Regions from separate parts of the Gossypium hirsutum genome. Here region 1 is linked to region 2. The links are chromatin contacts, called in public Hi-C maps. All regions are on one chromosome and are shown on one strand. Each heading gives the region's core, a stretch centred on a gene start, on an enhancer-like site or on the middle of the called end of the contact. The rest is flanking DNA. Distances are from core to core; before and after follow the strand shown.

Region 1 (7,409 bases), core at 672-3,171, 420 kb before region 2:
TATTAATTAAAAAAATTAAAATAATATATTTATTAATTAAAAAGTAAAAAAATTAAAATAACATGAAATAAAAATTATAAATGTGTTTAACAGAGAAAGAATTGAAGCCAAGACTCAAGGATAAAATCATTATTATTTAACCATTTAACCAAAAAAGCTAATATATTAAAAACATTAATTAAAATTTTTTTAAAACAATATAAAATAAAAAATAAATATATGAGTGAAAGTGAAATTGAACTTATAACTAACATTTAATCATATAATAAAAAATAATTATATTAAAAAAAGTGAAAAAGTGATTTAAACTGGACGTGCTTTCCTGTATGTAATAGAAAACATGTCCAACATACTTTCTCTCCAAAATTATCTATTTTATTAAATAAAATTTTTTTTATTTAATCAATATATAGTTTTTGGTATATATGAATAATTTATCCGTAGACTTCTTGATGAAAGTAAAATTTTTGTTTATAGATTCCTAGTTGATTGAAAACCAAATTAAAACTGTAGACCAGGCCTTAGCCCGTGACCCGAACATTTGATTCATAGAAAAAAAAGTGAAGACCAGATCACTAAAAAAAAAAAGTCAAAATATGACTGAGTTCAGCTGATCTGTCATTTCACGTATTTCACGTTCTGTAAATTCATTCACAATAGCCAGCACCACCACCATTTGAATTTTGAACAGAAATTTCCAAAAGTATGGGCCCCATTTCTCTGCCTTTTTGCATTTGCCTTTGCTACAATATATACTAACTACTGCCGCCCACTGACCACGTGTTGCTGCCTTGGATTAGAGAATCAAAAACTCAATCTCCATTTCTCCGTAGACCACTCCCAACACAACGATTGAACCGCGTTTGACGTCTACACCATTCTAACCAACTCCTTTAAGGGTTAATTCCCCTCAACATCCCCAAACCATCAACACCTTTTAAATTGGTCCTTAAGCTTCAACACGTTCTAATCAAATCCTCTATGTAATTAGTATCATACCAATTAAGTTATTCCATTAGTGTGGTTATTAGTTTATACATTAAATGTCAATTTAGATCTATTGTGGAGTTGTTAACCTCTGAGATTAACAAGAGAATAGAGTGATGATTTGGATGGTGTTTCACCTTTAAATAAAGTGGAGAGCCACTGATAAAGATTGTAGTATTTTTTGTTTTGGGGGAGATAGATATGGGATCTGGAATGAGACTTGGTCATTTTAGCTCTTGTTGGGGGTTTTTATATTAGAAGATAGGGTTGATTATGTGCTTAGAGATTGTTGATAGTGAAATCATACTTTGTTCTCTTGCAATGACGGTAATGTGACGTCTTAAAGATAATTAGATAATCAATGATTCTGAATTTCCTTGTGCATTCTATGTATTTGTAGCAAAGATATGGTCTAGTATGAGGTTTACTAGGCTTAAGTCTGTCCATAGTAAAAAGTGGAAGGTTCGCTAGGTGTATGGTTCATGGGCTCAATTAGGTTTGTTAAGCATCAGTGAGGGACACATGTAGGGATACATGTTAGAAGTACAACATAAGCATTTTTAAAACACATGAATTAAATCATAAACAATCATATGCATATCATATAAACAACTTGGGTATGACATATTAAAAAAGCAAACAATGTAATTGAAATTTAATAAGACTATTTCTCCTCTTTTATTTTGTTTACATGTCAAATCCAACCCATTCGTGCAATAAGTACACATGCAATAGCAATTTGACTCATGAGTTTTAAATATGCTTTACTTTATATTTGAGTTGGAGTTTAATGTACAAACTAATGACAAGGCTGATAGAATTACTTGATTGATACAATACCAATACTTTGAGGACTCAATTAAAATAATTTAAAATTTAAGGACCAAATTAAAATTTGGATAATATTTTGGGATGTTTGATGAAATTAACCTTAAACTATAATTTACTTGTGTCCGCGCTTCCCCTACCTTCCTTCCTTCCTTCCTTCTATATCTTTGAAAAGCAATACTTTATAAAAAGGTAATTGAACTTTTTTTTTTTTGTTCCTTCCAAACAATGCCTTGTCACGTCCCTTCCCATTCCATTTCCATGTGCCTACTACTACTGATAGCTCCACCACCACTGCCAAACCCCCATTTCAATCACTAGGGTTTTCAATTTGTATTTAATTAATTTATTTTCTGTACGTCTTAGGAAAATAATTAAAGAACGAAAAACTTTTTTTCCCCAATTTTTAATATGGAAAATTGTCAACAAGTAGAATCCGCCATAGCTATGTTGAAACCTTGTGGTGATGTTAGGGATAAAGGTAATAGTTTGAATCGCGATCAATGCCAGGAGGTTCCGGATTTGGACGATTCGCAAAAGCTCGTTGGAAAATCAGACGTGGCGGTTAATGGAGTCAAAGTTGTTGAGATGAGCGTGAGGAAGCGCCGGCGGGGAAGGCCGCCTAGGAATCAGGCGACGGTCGTTTCATCATCGGCGCCTCCGCCTCAAAGGAACAATAACGATGAAGAAGATGTTTGTTTTATATGCTTCGATGGCGGGAGTCTCGTGCTTTGTGATCGCCGGTGAGTTTGGAGATTTTGCTGCTTTTATCTTGTTTTTGTCTCTCTTTTTTTTGTTTGGTTGATCAGAAAATGTAGGAAAATGGAAGAGAATTTTAGTTAGGTGGCCGAGATTAAGGTAAAATCTAGAGCGTGAGCTGAAAATTTTTTAACCTTTTGTTCAATCTTGCTTATCATAGTTTTTATTTAGGCGAATTTAAACTGGAGTTAATTTCAGCGAAATATGGAAGTTCTATGCCGATTCCTTTAATTTTCAGTTTATTTGTTGATACTGGTAATTCATATATTGAAATTCATGATCTTCTTCTTTTGGCAACTAAAATTTGGTGTAGTTTTAATCTTCATCTGTTTATTCTGGCTCATATATTCTTTTTGTCCTTTTTCTTTTTTCATTTGTGTTGTATACTATTGCTGATTATATTGGATTTTACGGTCAGAGGCTGTCCTAAGGCATACCATCCAACCTGTATCAAAAGGGATGAGGCGTTCTTTAATTCAAAGGTGAAATGGTACTGTGGTAAGTTGCATTTTAGTTACTTCTTGTAAATCTTGTCATTTTCATTTAAGTTTAATTAATATAACCACTGGAAAGTGCCATTGCTTGTGTTAGCATTATCTAGATTAATATTACACTTTGCTTGCTTTGCAGATATTTATCTGCTATTTTGTTGTACCGTTGGCACATGCATGTCATAGGGTAGCTTCCCTGTTTGATGTTGGTTTGGATTCTTTGTTCTCGTGTAGTTATTGGATCTATTATATTTATCTTAATTATGGTATGATATGATATGATATGATACAATTAACACTTGCATATTGAATGGTGGCTTCTCATGTCTGCCATTGACTTGGATTCCCTCTTCCGGAGTAGTTATTACTTTACTTTTTCATCTTAATCATGATATCTTACTGTCTCCATGTGCATATTGAATGGTTATTATGCTAACATTTTTATTTCAATTATTAGGAATGATTAAGTTATTTATTCCATTATTTTTCTGGTGTTCTACTTGTGTATTTCAGGGTGGCACATATGTAGCACTTGTCAGAAGGCTTCATATTATATGTGCTATATGTGTACATATTCCTTGTGCAAGGATTGCACTAAAGATGCTGATTATGTGAACGTAAGAGGAAATAAAGGATTTTGTGGATTGTGCATGAGAACTGTAATGCTGATTGAAAACACTGCCTTAGGAACTAAGGAAATGGTATGATTAACTATGCCTTATACAATTTATTTCTTTTTGAATGTGTCTTAGCTTTTTTCAATTAATTTGTAAGTATTGTAATTGGCATTTTCAGATTGCTGAAGACTGAAGAGATTTTGTCTACCTTAAAAGCCTTTTAATTTATGATGTGCAGGTTCAAGTGGATTTTGATGATCAAACTAGTTGGGAGTATCTCTTCAGGGTGTATTGGACTTTGTTGAAAGAGAAGCTATCATTAAGTTTAGACGAGATTATTAAAGCTAAAAATCCCTGGAAAGAAATTGCTAGCATGGAAAGGCCTTTTGAAGACCTAGGAGCTAGTTATTCGAAGAGAAGAAAAATGATGAAACAGAGGAAGTTTTTGAACAAAGTTGAATCTCCTGAAGGCACAACTGGGGCTGGTGAGAAGGGACACACAAAAGAATATCCTTCGTTGCTTGATAGGAAGGAAAAGGAGCTGGCCTTTCCACTAAAGGGAGGTGATGTCTTGAGTGATATTGGAAGCAGAGAAACTAGCATAGCAGTTCATTCTACAGAAATGGAGTTATCTGTAAATAAGATTGAGACAGATAAAATATGGCATTATCAAGATCCCCTTGGGAAAATTCAAGGGCCATTTCCTATGGCAATGTTACGTAGATGGAGCATGAGTGGTCATTTCCCACCTGGTTTGAGAATATGGAGAGCAAGTGAAAGGCAAGAGGACTCCACCCTCTTAACTGATGCTTTGGATGGGCGGTACAGCCAAGTGCAACAACTGTTTCATAACAGCTGTGTACCAACTGAGGACGAAAGGGATGGAGATGTTGGGGAGAGTTGGGATCTGAATGTGGATCAGGTGGAAAGTAAACAAGTAGAAGGGGCCTTGAACTCAATGCAGAATAATGCGAATGGTCATTGTTGTGGTAACAATGAATCTGCAAAGAGCAAAGAATTGGGCTCTCAATCTTCTTGCACCACTCCCGTACATACGGTCACTTCCAGTACAGTACAAAGAGGAAGTCCTGTGCCACATTGGGAGCCTCTGAAGGGTGATAATTACTTCCCTGGCCAGCCTCGAGTGAGTAGTTTACTTCCCTCATCTACATTATCTGCAAAACTTTGTGAAACGCAGTCTCTTCAAGTTATCAGAGGTCATGGGGTTGAAAATTGGGACCGTGGTTCCATTAACATTAACGAAAATTTGAACGAGACCTCTGAAGGTCAAATTATTGCTGGAAATGTGAAGCAAGAAGATAGTGAGGGAAAATCTGGCAAATCTTGTGGGCAAAGCTGGAGATCACCTTTAAATGATGCTTCAAATGGATGGGATTCCAATTGTGGTCTCATTTCTCTGGCTAGGGTTCTTGAAGCAGCGGAGCACAATCATGATATTGATTTCCCAGACCTTCCTACCTCAATATCGAAGTTGAACCACAAAGACTTAGAACCCCAGGCTACTAAAAGCAAACAGTCTCTTTCTTCAAGTGCTCATCATCAGGATTCAGGTCCTAGTTGGAGCACAGCTTCTAGTCTAGTGGGTAATGGACCACAGCTTTCTGAAGCAGCTGGTGAATGGGGTGGGTATTCCTCCACCCCAGCGAAACCTTCTGTGGAGGAATGGGACTCTGATCTTGTGCCCAACTCTTCTCTGAAACAAACTAACTTGGGAAGTGATCATGCTGCTACTCCAACTTCTGGAACCGGCCAAATGGCACATTCTTCTCCCACAGATCCTGCAGAAAATGCATCTGGTTGGGATTCAATTGTTCCTGAACCTAATGAGTATTCTTTTGGTGATGAGTCAGTTTCTGATCTCTTGGCTGAAGTTGAAGCAATGGAGTCTCTTAATGGATTGGCGCCACCTACATCAAGTTTACGCTATGACAGAAAGTTGGTTTACAGTGCTGAACCTGATTGTTTTTGTCCTGTAGGAGGATTTAGCCCCGCACCTGATCCAGGAAAAAATGATGCTTTGAGCTCAACAAATGATCTAGGAATGCCATCTGGGTCTACTTTGACCAATGAGCCAATTGGGGTCTCTCGGTCTGAAGTTCATGATGCTCGGAAGAGTTCTAGTGGGCATTCTTCCACGAGTGCTGATATGGATGAAGATAAATGGCCCAACGATGCCTCTGTTAACCGATATGAAGCTGGTTCAGACATGCAGGTTCCTGCCCCACCAGCAGCATGGTGCATGGCTGCTATAGACACCACTTGGAGAGCAGGTCGAGAAACTACAGGAACCAACTGGGAAGCCATTCAGGGAACTCCAATTTTTCATTCTGGAGGTTTAGGTCAAGGAATGAGGAGTATCAGTTGGGGAAACAGTCAGGGAACATTCCAGGACAATGGAAGCATCAACTCAGGCACTTATTGGGGAAGCCAACAGAGGTATGTCAGTTCAAGAGGTCCTGATTTTCAGGCCAAAGATTCAAGTTATAGTAGGGATAGGATCTTAATGCATAGGCACTCAAACTACGGTGGCCCTCCTCTGAATGGAGTAGATACCTTCAGAGCTCCACCCAAAGGGCTACGGATTTGTAAATTTTATGAACGGGGAGACTGCAAGAAGGGAGCATCGTGTAGTTGTTGGCACCCTTGGTAAGGTAAAGCACAGCAATTCTGTGCATTGACTGTTAGTTTATTCTCAAAATTTAAACCGTGAGCTGTAACAGTAGTGTATCATTCATTATTCAAGTCAGGCACGATAAGAATACCATAAGATTCTACGCTTATAAACAAATAAAACAATACCTTACCTGTGGCAAAGTAGGTAGCCTAAGCGTTAGATTTTCTAATTTTGTGTATTTTATTGTATTATATAAGTTTTGACATTTATGGGTACAAGGAATTGATTCTTATGCCAAAGGTGAGTGGATTAGTAGAATATTTGGTGTCTATATACCCTTTGAAATTCTGCTTCATGCCATCAAGCTGCTGCTTCTTCATTTCCCTAACCATTCCAACCTCTGCTTATTACTTATCACTGTTAATTTTCAACTTGTTTATATCATTGCAAAATATGACACTGAAAATTATGAATAAGAGTTCTTTTTTAGATCTTAGACTTCTTCCACGTGTTTCATAACATAGACTCCTATAAACATTTCTCTTTTTTTTTTTCAATAAATATACTTTTACAATTTCAAAAAAAATTCCACTAATATTAATTTAATTTACACTAAATGTCTTAATTTTGAAAGAAATAATTGAAAATAAAAAATAATGTTTTAAAAGTAATGAAAATAAAAAAAAAGTGAAAAATAGTCAACAGTGAAATATTAAATTATTAGATAAAATAAATAAAGCATAAAATTAATTTATAAAATTAAAATAATTGAATAGTTTAAACACAAAATAAAATAATTAATTATATACGGTTTAATTTTTTATTTTTTAAAAACAAGAAGTTTGTTTGGTATTAATTACTAACCAATAATATCTAACAAAAGATAAAAAAAATACTCTAAATATTTTTTGATATACTTCTAACTTATCAATGTTGACAATGTTTATTTAATTTAAATCAATATAAGTAATTATTAGATGATAGATATAATATCTCAAAACAATACGGTAAAATAACATTCGCAAGTATATTAAAATCAAATAATAATAATCTATCAAAAAAATCAATTAATAATAAAAGTATCAAATATAA
Region 2 (7,744 bases), core at 3,356-5,855:
TTAGGAATTGAGTTTATGATTGTTGAGCTTCCTCAAAGATCTCCTATTTGGCTGTTAAACCATCTAAAAGAAACTAGATTTGATACCAATTGTTAACTCAAATAATCAAATTGAAATTACAAAGAGAGGGTGAATTGGCTTTTAAAAAATTTTGTGAAAGCTAGAGAGAAAGAACAGAAATTTGAACACAAGAATTTAAAGTGGTTCAGCCCCAATTACTTACTCCACTACCTTAGCTTTCCACAATTAGAGGTTTTTCCAAATTCACTAATTTGATAAGCTTAGAGGACAATGTTTAACCTTACAAACTCCCTTAAGGTTTCTAACCAAACCTTAATACATAAACCCTCTCAAAGAGATATAAAGAAAAAAATAAAGAAATGATCCTTACAAGATCAATGTCTTTGCAAATTAAGCTCAATTACAATGAAAAACATTTGAGCAAATAGAATGGAAATAAAGCTCACAAGTGTAGGAAAGAAAAGTATGGAAATATTTGCCACAAATGTTGTTTGACTGATATTTTTGCTTGAACACACTTTCTTAATTGTTGTAGGATATTCGGAAGCTAGTATTTATACCCCTTAATTGATTTCCAACCATTTTGGTTGTTAGAGATATGAATAGATTCGTTGGGGATGTGAAAATCAGTGCATTTAATTCATCTAAAATAGCGAATATCGATACCCAATAAAATGGTATTGATATTTTTGCATTAAATACAAAATTCAGTGACCGTTGGTGCTTAAATATCGATACCAGATAATTTTTATCGATACCATATGAAAGGTATCAATACCATATCGATACATAGCTGAATTTGTGAAAAAAAATGTCAATTTGGTATCATTTTTCAAAGGGGTATAGATATTTGGCCAAAAGGTATCAATAGTTTTTGGCTTGGAATTATTCTGACTTGTTTTAAAAATAGTTTGACTAGTTGAAATTGTTTCTACTTGATTAAAATCATTTTAACTTGATTTTAAGGTTGATTAAAAAAAATTCTAAGAGTTTTAAAGTAAGGATTGAAAATTTAATCTCTTAGACTTCATTTGAGAAATCATTTTGTCAATTTTGTTTAACTTTAAATTTTACTCAAAAAAATTAATTTGTTATATCAAAACATATTTTCAAATAAAGCTTACTTTAACAAGAAGTCTCCATGTCGTGACACCAAAGCCTTTCATTACCACTCAAAGAGTTAGCCTTCAACAAATCGCAATCCAAGTGGATTTTCTTTAACGTCGCGACATCAAAGGAGTGATGTCACGGAACCAACCTTCAGGATCGCAACTTGGAGCCATCAAGGTCACAACTTCGAGCACAGTCTTCAAAGTTAAGGAGGTCATGTCATCTAATGGAGCAAGTCACAACACCAAGACTCCATGATCGCAACATCGAAGCACTCAAACCACCCTAGTAGTGAATTATTGTAGATGTTGCGACACTAAGGCTTGGGTGTCGCTACACTGAAGATTGACAAGGAAATTACTGTAAAAGCATTTTTCAGTCCAGCTAAGCCAAAGTCAACTTTTAAACTAGAGCATTTTTGTCCATTTTAGGTCAAATTGTGTTAGACTATATAAATCATCTTAAAACACAAATAAGATAGCTGATTATTAGGTTTTTAGTTTACTATTGTTTTAAGTAACTTTTTCTACAATTTCTTTTTTCACAAAAAAAGGTACAGGGACCTTTTGTATGTTTTAATAGATTTTAGTACTATTTTTGCAATTCAAACTTACAACTTGGTAATCGGAGCTATGGAATTTCAAGTTTATTCTTACTTTCATTAATCAAATCGAGGACTTAATCGCAAATCTCTAAGCATTTCCCAACTCTTTTATTTTTTGTCTTATTTAATTATTTAATTTAACATGAAAATGAATGTTTTGTATATGTTGATGATGGGTGTCAAAACCATTTTTATATTAGAAAACAAAACGGGGATGGACTTTTTGAAACCAAGTGTGGAGTCGCCACCAATCTTTTATTTTGGTGTGATTGGATCACCTTAATGAAATATTTTATTCCATAAAAAAATCAACATTGGCCTACGAAATTCGAGAAAGCGTTCGGGAGTCGGTTACATACGAGGAAGGATTAGCACCCTCGCTACGCTAAAAATTGGTACCGAATTGACTAAATAATGTCCTTCTGTCTAAAAAAAATATTTTGAAATATGATTTCTTTTAAAACACTTGAATGACTCAAATTGGACGTCAAGATTCGCTTGTTTCAAAGGAATACAGTATCACATCCAGCACGTTAGGACACGATCCTTTAAACCCTCAAAACTACGATCAATTTCGATTTCTAAAAGCCCATACACTTGAAAGTTACAAAAGGATGTTCGCTTATTTAGTCCAACAAAAAAAACACGAAACCCAGTACAGTAGGGCACGATTTCTTGAATTTCCAAACATTAAACATTGCCTTATTTTAGAATTTAGAAAATGCGAATGAAATTTCAAAGGAATATTTGATTATTTTGGACAAACGAAAAATCAAAACCCAGCACGATAGGGCACGATTCCTCGAGTTCCCAAACATCAATCATTACCTTTGTTTTAGTAAATTTTCAAATAAACAATGATAGAACTAGCTCACAACGCATTAATTTAACTTGAAATAGAATGGAATAAATAATTTTAAAACAAAAAGTCGCAAATTACAAAGTAACATTTGTAAACAAAAAAGTAAAATTATAAACATGGGGCAATATGCACAAATAAAGTACTATACTTGGCGAAGAATAATAGTATAAACATAAAAAATAAATTAATAAACACATCATGGCAATGAGTTCATATCTTTTTTAAAACATTAATAAGAAACTAAAATATAATTCACCAAAGAACATATTAGAAGGAAATGCAACAAATTTTCAAATATAGATGAATAAAAATTAAAATGATAATACAAATGAAGAGTAAACAATACAGCAGTCATGTGTGAAATGAAATGAAAACTAAAAAACAATACATAATATACAAAACAATACGGATACTAGGAGTCAATATAATGTGCAACAATTCAAAAACCATTAATAATAAAAATTTTAAAAATGATTTATTCATGCTAGGGTTTGAAATAATTGACATGTATAAAATAAAACTAATAATATATAAAGGATTACTAAAAAGATATTATAAAGGAAGAAATTTGAATCAACAACATATCCAAATATTTTTTTTTAAATGATACATCTATTTAAGATTGACAATGTACATATGGTAGAAGATAATTTAAATAATATGTAAAATATGAAAGGTTCTAAAAATATATATATAATAAGATATATTCTTGAGATATGAGTTATATACATATTGGGTTTAAAAGGAATTATGTATGTAAAGTAACATAGAATTAATAATATATAGAATAAAAACTAATTTTTTCATGAATTATATATGCATAATAATATATATATGAATATTTAAATGAGGTATTATACAAAAAAAATTTAAAACAATATGATAAAGAAACTTTAAAATAAAGATTTTATATGAAAAAAAGGGGGTAAAATTACCATGATGACTCAAAAAAAGTATGTATATACATGTAAAAAAAAAGGTATTAAGTTAATAAATAAAAATAATAATAAATTATACAAATCAAAAGGACTCAATTAAAATAAAATTAAACTAAAAAGGATACTTGATAAATAAAATAAACTACTAAAATTAAAAGAAGAACTAAAGCGCAATGCACGCAAACGTGCGGGGATCAAAACTGGCAATATACCAGATCCCAAAACACTGCGTTTAGGCGCGGATTAAATTGCGATAACGCGCAAATCTCTAGAAAAAATTAAAAAAACAAAGAAGATGCACAGAGGGCCCAATCAGACACCAACGAGAAATAGAGGGACCTAACGCGCAAATAACCCTCAAAGACCAAAGCGCGGATCCTATCCAGGCACGGGTCGGGTGATCGGGTTATGGCTCTTGAAACGGTGCCGTTTTGTAGCCATTGAGATTGGCTTAAAACGTCGTCGCTTTATACCCTTTAAAAGGCAAAAACAAAACCCTAGTGAAACACAGCCACCATTTCTTTCCCTTTCTAAAGAAATCAGAGTAAAAAGAACCCTAAAAGCCATTACCACCATTCGGCTAATCCCAAAACTTGAGCAAATCAATTGCCACCACTACGATTCGATGGAGATCAACATGCGCGCACTTCGATTAGAGTCTTAACTCAAGACCTATCAATTTCAGCCCTTAGAAATCTCATCCCAAACTTCGATTTCGGTGAAGGAGACAAGAATTTCGATGGCCTATTTACGACGATAAACGTTCTTTTATTTTCTTATATTCGAGCCACATGCAAAATCAAAAGAAAGAAACACACATAAAAAAAAGGATCGAGAATAACCTTTCCAATAATTTTAATTCGATTTTGTTGTATTCAATATGTATATTTTAGTGTGCGTCCCATACAATTGAAAAAGAAGATGGCTTTATAGCCGAATGAGAAAAATAAAGAAAAATACAATATTTTCTTGTCTCCTTTTTTCTTTTTTGCTGTTGTGCTGTGCTGTTTTTGTCTTCATGCAGATGGGGGAGGACGTAGAGGCACGAGCGGCGCTGGGGAGTACGGAGGTCGTGCATGGGAGCGTACGGAGGCTAGAGGCTACGGCGCTAAGGTGGAAACCCTAGGGTTTCTGTGGATAATCTGGTCTTGGGCCGCTTGGGCCCGATTTGTTTTATTTGGGTATTGGGTTATGGGTTTGTTTGGGCTTAGAATTGGGTTTTTTGGGTATTGGGCCATTGTAATTGTTTTGGGCTGTTTTGTAATATTTGGACTGATGGCCTTTTGATTTGGATTTTAATATTTTTGTTTTGTTTCGGGATTGATTTTTGGTTGTTGGGCTCGGGCAGATTTGGGTACTTACAATGGGTATGAACTAATTCCTATTGTAGTTGATTAATTGAAATGTCAATTATTTAATATAAGGTTTAGAAACTAAATTGTAAGAATATGGACTAAATCGAATAAACTTAGAAACCTAGAATTGATGAATCTAGGGGAACAATTAGATAAGTGAGACCGAGAGGATATCTTATTGAGCATGAATTCGACTATCCCTATCTAGCTTAGTAAGATTGAGAGATAAATAAGACTATATCATCTAATTAGGTAAATTGAACCAATTAAAATTGACTAATTTAGAACCCTAACTTGAGAATTAATTATTGAAGATATTAATCAACTGCTATATTTTCTTCGATAATTATTCTGACTTTAGTATTTTTTCGCTTTAGTCCTTTAAATTATATTTTAGTTTAATTCAATTTTTTTATCGTTTTTTGTATAATTTATTCTAGCCATTAGCTAGTTAGCCTCCTTAATCACATGCTTTTATCTTTATTAATCCATCATATCACTCAATCTTCTTTAGGTTTGATCCTTGGAATACTCTAAGTATCGTATTGTACACTTATTACACCTGACTTGTCACACTTGCAGAACATTGTACTTCATGTTTATTTATTTGCAATTTTCTCTACTCGGCGTATGTATGCCTTGGCTCAATCAAATACAATAACTGATTCACACTTTATTACTCCCCAAGTATAGAGATCTCACATTTGTACCTAAAGACTAGAATGCTCACCTCTAAATCCTCCCTCTGAGAACTTGGGCAGTAAACACTTCAATGTTTACAATATAGTTTGCACTCTCTCATAAAAACAGATCCTCGATGAATAGATTCAAGTGCTCTCAATAAGCTCTCATACATTAACCTAGACAAGCCTCAAAACATATATCAATTTTGAAACACAAACTAATAAAGTTTGTATTTTCTCACAAAAATAGTTCCTCAATGAATAGAAATTATTGTATTGATGCGAAAGCATAATAAACTAATAAAGGTACTAACCTCTAGTCATAGCCAATGTTGAAATACAAACTACGTTGTGAAATTATCAATCTCTCATGATGGAAAACAATGTCTATTCTTTAATCACCTGAATTAGGGGCTTATTTATAAACTTCCTTCCATCAAAGAAATTTGTCCAATGTAATTACCATGTAGATAAGTAAAACTACTAAAGACCTTTATCAAAAATGATTTAATTATTATGTACACCGACATGCTCCTCAGTGTCCGCGATCCTTTTAGACTCTCTTTTGGTCTTGGTTTCCCTTCGGTAGCAGATTTGAAAGTCAAGAGTATGACAGTTTTATCGGGACCGGAGTTCTTGTATTTTCTCCCCATTTTAGCCCTTGTTTTGCTAGACTTTTGGACCTTTGTACCCTTTCTAATGAATTTGTTCTTTCCTCGAACGAAAAAAGTGATTTAACATCGCTCAATGTTCAAGGCATTTACAAAAGAGATTAAACACCACTTAAACTTATATAAAATTAAATAGTTTGATAAATGTGAGATATTAAATTAAACATAACAAATCCAACAACGCTTAAAATTTAGAATGTAAAAAAATAGATGCTTTCAATCTGGATCGATTCTCAAACTTTAATGTCAACATAAATATCGAGATTCAATATTTGTCACATTATTTTTCTAACCAGAGATATCTCTCATTTCAAAGAAATCATTTTTCAACACAAAACACTGGTCATGGGATGAGGCAAAGGGATTGTAAAACCTGTTAGTAACATATAGACCTTTAACCCATCAAAAGAATCCAGCAAAGCCAACTTTAAAAGCAAGTGGAAAAGAGAATTTGTTTCTCAAAATTGGTGATAGTGCGACCACTTTTTCTTTTTGGCCAATGCTGCTGAGTGCTGCTTAAGGAAATCAATGTCCTCTCTCACTTAATTTATAGGGTTAAGCCGAAACACCATAAGGCATGGAGCACCACATCATTATTACATGTTTACTACATCAAATATATTTTCTTGTCCTTAGGGGACAAAGTTTTCGGTTTAAGTCCAAACTAAATTTTCCCACTTAGTATTTGTATTTTTTTCCTTTGTACAATGTTACGGAGATATTACACCTTTAAATACCTTTAAATTTACATTTTTTTAAATTTAGACTTATCAATCTTTTGTTAAGGTTTTGAAGTCAAGTATCCTATCTTTTTTTTATTAAAATATGTTTAAAATTATTACAATTTTTATATAATTGAAACATATTAATAATTTATATTATAGAAATATGAAATGTTAATGTAATAGATAGAAGAAAAAATAAAAAACAAATCAAATTGTATTGCTCTTCCATGGAATTTTTTATGTTTTTGAAAATAGAATCAATTGGTTCGACCACAAATTTCAAGTGTAGAGCCCAATTTAGCTCGGGGCCCATAAACCAAAAAAACAAATAAAAACAAAGTCTAAATTACAGCCCAAAACACCCAACACAAAAACTAAAAAACCTAGGCCCAAAACCCCAGCCCACTTAGCACTAACCGACAACCATCAAAAAAGCAGAAAACCTTAGGTGCGCCGCACCTAGGTCGGCTGCTCACACCTCCCTCGAGCGCCGAATGCCACTTCTCCGCAACGTGCGCTGCTCCACCACGCCACGTCAGTGACGTGCTCAATCATGTACCTACAAACGTGTAAAACAGTTGCAAAAAAAGGGGCTATAAAAGCCTTCGAAAACGATTGTAAAAGGACGTTTTTTTTACGGATATAATAGCAGATATACACACCAAAAATCAATAGAAAAGATCTTAGTGCAAAAGAAATCAAAAGGTGATTTTAGATTCAACTTTCCTTGATTTTACGTTTTCTTTTGATTCTATTTCCTTTTGTTTTTTTTTTT

Evidence for each region. A called contact is a pair of places that touch in the nucleus more often than the background predicts.
Region 1: a Hi-C map of leaf shows a contact between it and region 2, with 1.5 times the contacts expected there. The contact joins the promoter of LOC107897609 here to the enhancer-like site in region 2. A contact is called at or near these places in 2 of 34 Hi-C or Micro-C datasets (both in leaf).

What each region holds. Positions count from the first base shown.
Region 1 is chrA10:20,041,606-20,049,014 of Gossypium_hirsutum_v2.1, reverse strand. LOC107897609 (zinc finger CCCH domain-containing protein 44) reads left to right here and starts at 1,921. Exons shown (of 4, transcript XM_016823110.2): 1 at 1,921-2,558; 2 at 2,993-3,072; 3 at 3,579-3,766; 4 at 3,921-6,635. The coding sequence starts at 2,227. The coding sequence ends at 6,353.
Region 2 is chrA10:19,619,427-19,627,170 of Gossypium_hirsutum_v2.1, reverse strand. It overlaps LOC107897621 (a long non-coding RNA gene), which reads right to left. Exons shown (of 2, transcript XR_001684214.2): 2 at 7,166-7,528. Among protein-coding and RNA genes, the nearest start is that of LOC107897621, 4.5 kb to the right of the region's middle. Within about 2 kb of position 4,605, at least 9 of the 9 cell types and tissues checked have an H3K27ac peak or open chromatin away from gene starts, as enhancers often do. A contact at or near this core is called in leaf, where this site is marked.